Linked DNA regions of Rattus norvegicus: region 2 is linked to region 1. Evidence: chromatin contacts called from public Hi-C data. All regions are on one chromosome and are shown on one strand. Each heading gives the region's core, a stretch centred on a gene start, on an enhancer-like site or on the middle of the called end of the contact. The rest is flanking DNA. Distances are from core to core; before and after follow the strand shown. Region 1 holds the start of Pipox (pipecolic acid and sarcosine oxidase). Region 2 overlaps Sez6 (seizure related 6 homolog).

The links. A called contact is a pair of places that touch in the nucleus more often than the background predicts.
Region 2: a Hi-C map of Schwann cells shows a contact between it and region 1, with 2.7 times the contacts expected there. The contact joins the enhancer-like site here to the promoter of Pipox in region 1. A contact is called at or near these places in 4 of 12 Hi-C or Micro-C datasets (Schwann cells, kidney and liver) and 1 of 1 datasets of contacts at active chromatin or transcription factors (oligodendrocytes).

What each region holds. Positions count from the first base shown.
Region 1 is chr10:63,278,780-63,282,354 of GRCr8, forward strand. Pipox (pipecolic acid and sarcosine oxidase) reads right to left here and starts at 1,660. Exons shown (of 8, transcript NM_001012009.1): 1 at 1,541-1,660; 2 at 68-216. The coding sequence starts at 1,654. It overlaps LOC102551552 (a long non-coding RNA gene), which reads left to right. Exons shown (of 2, transcript XR_001840242.3): 1 at 1-153; 2 at 2,773-3,122.
Region 2 is chr10:63,351,315-63,354,889 of GRCr8, forward strand. All of the region lies in intron 4 of Sez6 (seizure related 6 homolog), which reads left to right. Among named protein-coding and RNA genes, the nearest start is that of Phf12, 17 kb to the right of the region's middle. Within about 2 kb of position 1,652, at least 37 of the 93 cell types and tissues checked have an H3K27ac peak or open chromatin away from gene starts, as enhancers often do. A contact at or near this core is called in Schwann cells, where this site is marked.

The DNA of each region.
Region 1 (3,575 bases), core at 410-2,909:
AGTACCACACCTTCAAAGCACCCGAGGGGCAGATCCCCCACATTCCTGGTCTTCCTCCCTTGCCCACCTGTGCAACTGGGCTCCAGCTTCACGCTCCAGCTGGGCCCATGTCCGATAACATTCATCCATCATCCTTGTGTAGAAGTCCTCGGGGTAAGCCTTTCTGATTATGCGGCTCTGTCCATGTGAGCTTCCTCGGGAATGGGGAAGAAGGAACTAGAAGCAGGGGACAAGAAAGACAATGGAAGCAACTGCCCTTGGGCTCAGCCTTCCCTTTGTTCTTTAGGAGCCATCTCATACTTCCCATGGTCCCTTCTCCCTTCTGGTCCCGGGGATTGAACCTTTGGCCTTGCACACACAAAGCCTTGCAGATGAGCTATTGCCTTAGACCTCTTTTTATTTCTTATTTGAGACATAATCTTGTTAGGTAGCACAGGAAGGCTTTGAGTATGCAATCCCCCTGCATCAGTCTTCTGAGCAACTGGGATTTTTAGGCCCTTGTCACCAGGCCTAGATATTTTTAAATATTTTCATACAATCCTTCCAGGTCTCCTTGCAGCCCACTGACTGGCCAGGCATTCGGGTTAGCAGTACTTCAGCACTGACTAAGTTTTTCCTTTTGTAAATTGCCCTCTCAGTCAGCCACACATCCCTTCGTTAGTAACCTTCTATTAGTCCACTGTATTCACATCCCACTTAGACGCCCAGAAAAGCAAGATCAGAAAGAACCTTCCAGATTATGCAAATCTAGCCCCTTGGTTTTATGGATATGGAAAAGGATGTCATCTCACTGAGCCTTCAGGTACTCAGGGTAAGGGAACAACCTTGGGATTGGGGGTGGGGTGAAACAAAATGGAGATTGTCTGCAGGTTGTGACAGGAATCCCTTGGGCTTTGGGCAAACATAGAGGAATTGAAGACAATTCCCAGGAAATGGTAACCAACTTGGAGAGCTGCAAGGCAGAATGGAAAGGAAGAAGCCACTGAGGTAGAAACCACAGCTTGACTGGTTGCATAGGCCACACCCCTGAGGGGGCCTGCAGGGTCCCCAGTGCCACCTTCATTTACAGAAGTCATGTGACCACTTTTCCTTTAAGGAAAAGAAGACCTGTGTCTTAGTTCCCAGGGCATCAAGTGAAGAGGCAGCTGTTACCCAAAGGTGGCAGAATCAACAGCAGCTCCTGGGAGGTTCTGGAAGGAGCGGCTGAGAAAACACAGCTTCCCCCAAAGCTGGTACATCAGCCTTTGCCTCTAGGCAAAACTGTCTTTATTTAAGGTTACCCAGAGCAGAACTGATTCTTTTTCTGGTTGGATCTACCATTTGGACAAAGAAAAGACCGGGTGGCAAGAATGAAGAGAGGTGGGGCACTTCTCGATTCTTGAGTGGTGGGAATTTCCTTTGAATTATCAAGATCCGCGTGCAGTGACTGCAAACACGCAAAGCGCTCAGAATTCCTGAGGTCCGGCCCTTTGGCTTCACCTATAGCCGGCAAGTTCTGGAGAGCCCTCCCTAGGAGAGGAAAGGGGATGGGACAGGGTACCTGCTCCAGCAGGAGGACCTTCTTGGAATTCTGGGCCAGGTGGTACGCGGTAAAACAGCCCTGGACGCCTGCTCCAATCACAATAGCATCCCAGAGATCTGTCTGAGCAGCCATGATGCCACAAAACCCACGAAGGAGAAGGCAAACAAAGGCACCTCCAGGCTAGAGGGGGAGGAGAAAGGCAAAGTCCAGTTAAGCTAGTGTTCCCAAAATCCCTTGGGGCCAGTGTCCTTGTCCTTCTTTCCCTCCCAGAAAAGCCTGGCACGGGGCTCAGCCTCCGCCTCCCCCTGCAGAGCAGAGCTGGGTAGACTGATTTGTGAGGTTTCGCCCGGCTCAGCTGCCAGCCTCACCCTTGTATCCCTCTAACTTGCTATTCTTGGCTCAATTATTGTCATGCAAATGGGCGCCTTCCCATGCCACCTTCCTGTCTCATTATGATCTTTGTCTCAGGACTTCGGCCCTGGAATTTCAATGCCTCCTAGACCAAGCTGGGCACCGGGAATGCTGCCTCCCCCTGCTGGCTTTTCCTCTCTGCAGCTTGACTTCCTCCAGAGATCTTCAGGGGCAGCTAAGAACTTGGCAGGATGCCCAGGGTTTGGCCCTCCTCCCTGGCGGGTGGGGAGGTCAGGGAGTAGATGCAGGGGCCAACTGGGAGGGCAGTTTTGTGATTATGAAATCATTCTCGGTGTGTTTTACTTTCTTGTTGAAAAAGGAGAATAAATGATACTGGGGGAAAAAAAAAAACTAGGAAAGGACGGCGAGAGGAAGGACCTTGTCCTCGGGCACACGGGGAGCCAGGCGCTAGCTCAGCACACATAGGGGCCATGTGTAGAGAAGCCTTCTGTGCCAGGCAGCAGGCTCAATGGGTATTGTTACAGACACTGGGGACAGAGCCAGAGTTGGCAGGTCCTGATTCTTATACAATTTGGGGGTCCATTTTAAGATAAAAGAAAAGGGGGGATTGGAGGCACAGCTCAGCGGTAGACTTTTGTGTTTGGCATGCTTGAGGTCCTGGGTTCAATACTCAGCACTAAAAATAAAAGAGAGAGAAAAAAAGAAAAAATTAGTCATGCAAAATTAGATGGCAGGACTTTGAAGAGACCGCTCAATTAGGGAGCCCCATGGTTGAAGTTTTATTAGCTTCCTGGTAAATCTGCCTCTGAATACATTATCTCATTAAATTCTCTGGTTTTTCTGTGTATTTTTATCCTCATTTTTTTTTTTTTTGGCAGATTCTAGATGGCCTCAAGTTCTCTGTCAGTCTTCTCATCACATGCTTGCCTAGTAGAATACAGTGACGGCCACACTCTAGCCCATGCCTTTGGACAACATCCTCTTCTTGCCTTGAAGAATTCGCTCTCAGACCCTTAACCACCATGTTAGAAGTCTAGCCACTCTGTGAGAGAGAGAAGACGAGAAAAGTCCCAGGATGACACCGACAGTCACATGTTAAGAGAGAAGCTATTTTGGACCTTGTGTCCAGACCAACTAACCACCACCGAGTGACCCATGACCCAACAGCCAAGCTGTGTCAGCATTCCTCAGTTTTATGAAGTAAAATAAAATGCTTTTTAGACCCTAACTTTTGAGGATGGTTGTTTATAATCATAAAAACAGACAAAACAAGGGGTTGGGAATTTAGCTCAGTGGTAGAGCGCTTGCCTAGGAAGCGCAAGGCCCTGGGTTCGGTCCCCAGCTCCGAAAAAAAAGAAAAAGAAAAAAAAAAAAAAAAAAAAACAGACAGGGATCTGGGTGTGCCAAGATGCTAAGACTTGAACCAGGTCTCTCTGCTCCAAAACTTACTTGTTCTTGTGTCTTCTTTCTTTTCTGGACATAGGGTCTCATGCACTGCTCAACTGGCCTCCAATCTGCTTTGCCTCTGAGGGTGACCTTGAGCTTCTGGTTCTTCTGCCCCTGTCTTCTGGAATATAAACCTGCACCATCACATCGGTTTAATGTGGTGCTGAGGATCAAACCCAGGGCTTCACATGTGTCACCTGAGTTACCGCCCTGCCTGGGGACACTTCCCCCTCAC
Region 2 (3,575 bases), core at 402-2,901, 73 kb after region 1:
TTGTGTCTACATGCCACAATTCAGAATTATCCAGCATCTCCCCATACTATTTGTAGTCTTTAACACATACCTCAAAGCACACCCTACACACACACACACAGATACACACACACATACACACATATACACACAGACACACACACACATGCACACAGACACACACAGACACACACAGACACACACACAGACACACACACATACACACAGATACACACAGACACACATATACACATACAGACACACATACACACATACACACACACATACACACACACGCACACACACACACACATACAATGGCACGAGGACAACTTGGCAGGAGGCATTTTCTTTTTTTACCATGTAGGTTCAGGGGTTGAACTGGGGTTGTCAGGCTTGGCAGTAGACACCTTCATCAATGAGCCATCTCACAGTCCTTGTCTTACACCATAGCTCAGGCTAACCTCAAATTCACCCCAGTCCTCTGGCCTCAGCCTCCTGAGTGGAAGAAAGGGTTACAGGCCTGAGCTCCCATGCTGGCTGGAAATGAATGTTCCTATGAAATGCCGCAGCTGCTCTCCTCTTCTCAGTCTGCACTTGACTCTTCCTCCTCTGTTCCTCATGGGCCATCACTGTCTGACCCTCCCTTCTCTACGGCTAAACCATCTATACTATGAAGTTACTGTTTGAGTAAAACAAAAAGTGCTTAGCATGCCTTCTGTTAAGGAAACGGTATTATATTATATATATTATATTATACAACTGCGGATGTGGATGTGGGATGCGGGAGGGAGGCAAAGCTGCAGCTTCCCCATAGGGGTCCTTCTTGCCCGTCCCCTTCTCTTGGCTGGAAGTCAGTTCTATCCTTTGCACAGGCTAACTTTAATTCAGACACATGCACACACCCCCAGCATTAACAGGGAAATAATTGGTAAGAACAATCAAGACATTGTCTTACGTTGGCTTGGACCACTTCTGCCGCCCTATTGGGGGGGAGGAGCTGATGGGTGGGCAACCACCCTGGGGCTAGGAATGCTCTGACCCTGTCTATTCACTCGTCAAGGCTTTGCCACCCAAACTGGGGGAGCAGCCTGGTGTGACAGCAGGGATCTTAACGGTGGGCAGAGGTTGTCCAGGCCCTCGGCAGCGGTAGGTCCCCGCCCGGGCAGGGATGACCATCTGGGCGGCCCCTCCATCCTCCCTAATGACTCATCAATCCTTGTGAGCAGCAGGCATAATTTCATGCCACAGTAACCTTTTCTCTTGCTGCAAATTCCTTTGCACAAAACTCCAGTTCCCTCTTTGTGCTACCAGACAAAGGTGGGAGAATGCAACAGGGCCAGAGGCCTAGCACGGGGGAGCAGATCCCGAGGAGAGACTGGGAGAACTGGCCCACTCCTGCTCTTTGTCCCAGCAGCCCTCCCTCCTCTGCCCAGTTTTTGTCAATGATCAGCTCTTTCCTTAATGAGTGTAATTCCCCTAATTATAGACTGTAATTAGCCCTGATCCCAGAGATGGGAACAGGAGGAGCGTGTGTTCACGGGCATTTCTCGTGGGCTGGAGGAAGAGGGTGCCAGGAGAGTGAGGGAGGGCCTGGGTTCCCATGCCTGTGCAGGCACTGTCCAAGCTGATGAAGCAAGTCACAGTCGTGAGCTTCCACACAGGCCGGTGGCCGGATAGATTCCTCTGGCCTGGTCCCAGTCCGGGTGGAGAGTCAGAGTGCCTGACGCGCCCCTCCCTTCTTCATCCAAGCATTCTGGCACTGGAGCTGGCTCCAGAAACAGCCGCCAGCAAGAAAATAACTCAACAGATTGTGGTGGTGCAGACTCCCTGGGAACGGTTGGTTGTCATGGCAATTGGAGGAAGCTCATCTTGGGAAGTGGCACTTACCCGTGATGGAGTCTGGGGGCGCCTCTCGATGCCACCACCAGCCCCCTGCTTTCACATCATTCCAGCCCACTCCCTTCCCAGGTTGTGCTGGGACTTGCCGTGAAGATGTCAGGACAGGTGCTGAGTCTGACACCTGGCCTATGGCTCCCAGGGAGACAGCTCCTCATCCCAAACCCCGGCTGGCATAGTCCTCCCTAGCCTAGCCTAGGGAGGGTGAATGACTCGAGGGTTTCTCTGACTCCTCAGGCCAGGATTCCATATTAACTGGGGCCAGGTAGGAAGCAGAGGGCCTTGGGAGCTAGGAACTCAAATCCTTACCCTACCATACTTTTACAGTATGACAAGGGTACCGAGGCTCTCCCAACCTCTGCTTTCTTTATCTTTAATGGATTAGTAGCCCCTACCCTACCTTCTTTCTTCCAAGTGTATTATGGGTACCAGGTGAGAAGGAGCTCTTTAGGAACTAGAAAACGCAGCAAATGTAAGATGTTAGCACTCACGACTGCAAACATTAAGGCAGCTTGGAGGGGGCAGGAGGAGGGGGCAGAGGTAGGTGTGTGCTTTGTGCCAGGCACTGCACATATGGCCTCTCACTTAACCTCCGCAGTGTTGGAGCATATACCTTAAATCACTGGTTAAACAAAGACATTGAGGCACGGAGCAAAGAAGTAATTTGCCCACAGTGTCAGAGCAAGTAGCATAGTCCGCATTTAAACCCTGACCTCAGAACCCATCTTCTAAACACTGCCCTCTCCACCGGCCAATCGCAACTAGCCTCTTATTAGTCAAACCCTCAAACTCTCTACTTTTTTTCACATAGCAACTAAGAATACGACAGGTGGGAAAGGCCTCAAAACTGAGTCACAGGCAAGTCAAGCTTTGGTAGCTCATCTGCCCCAAGGCAGCCCCTTTCCCTGTTCACATAAAGGCACACAGAGGCACAGCCACACCTTCTTTCTATTTTTCTCCTTGTCAGCTCCGGGCATATTCTACCCACCTCTTAGACCCAAGCCAGACTCTCCCTTAATAAGCTATTTCTGGGGCTTAGCCTAAGGGTTGGGGTTTACCCAGCAATTTTATGGGATTTGCTGCCGCTATGTGGTCATAGATGGTATTACAACTCCGAAAGCAGAGTGGCCAATCCACGTCCAGTTTTCCAAGAGAGCGTGACTTTCTCCAACCCCTCCCACTGTCTTTAAAAGTCGTTTGCTGACCTGACCTACTGACCGTGTTTCTCAGTAATGTCAGAAGCTACCCTAATAAAGTCTCACCAACATGACCGCCTAAACACGAGCTGAACAAGGACAACTATAGATATGCCAAAGTAGCTAGGGCGAAGACCCCTTAGAAAGACCTGCTAAGGAATGCTGAGATCAAGAGAAGTCGTCTTCCTCCGGGAAGAGCCCAGCAGTCAGTTATCCAATATCTAGTGGTCAGCCCTGAAAACACTCACATGGGTAATATTATACAGACTGAGCAGGTCATGCATGCAATCACTAATAAAAAAGGAGGCCATAGGAGGGCTTGTGTGGGGAAAAGGAAGAGAAAAACGATATCATTATATTATAGTTTCAAAAATAAAAAAATAAAAGCAAACAAAGAGGCCTTTGCCACTGCTATTGGAGGACACTAAGGCCAGCTTCACTGTCTGACTTCAGTCTCTCCTTCTGAAATTTGTGTTTGTTTCCTACAGGAAAAATAACGTC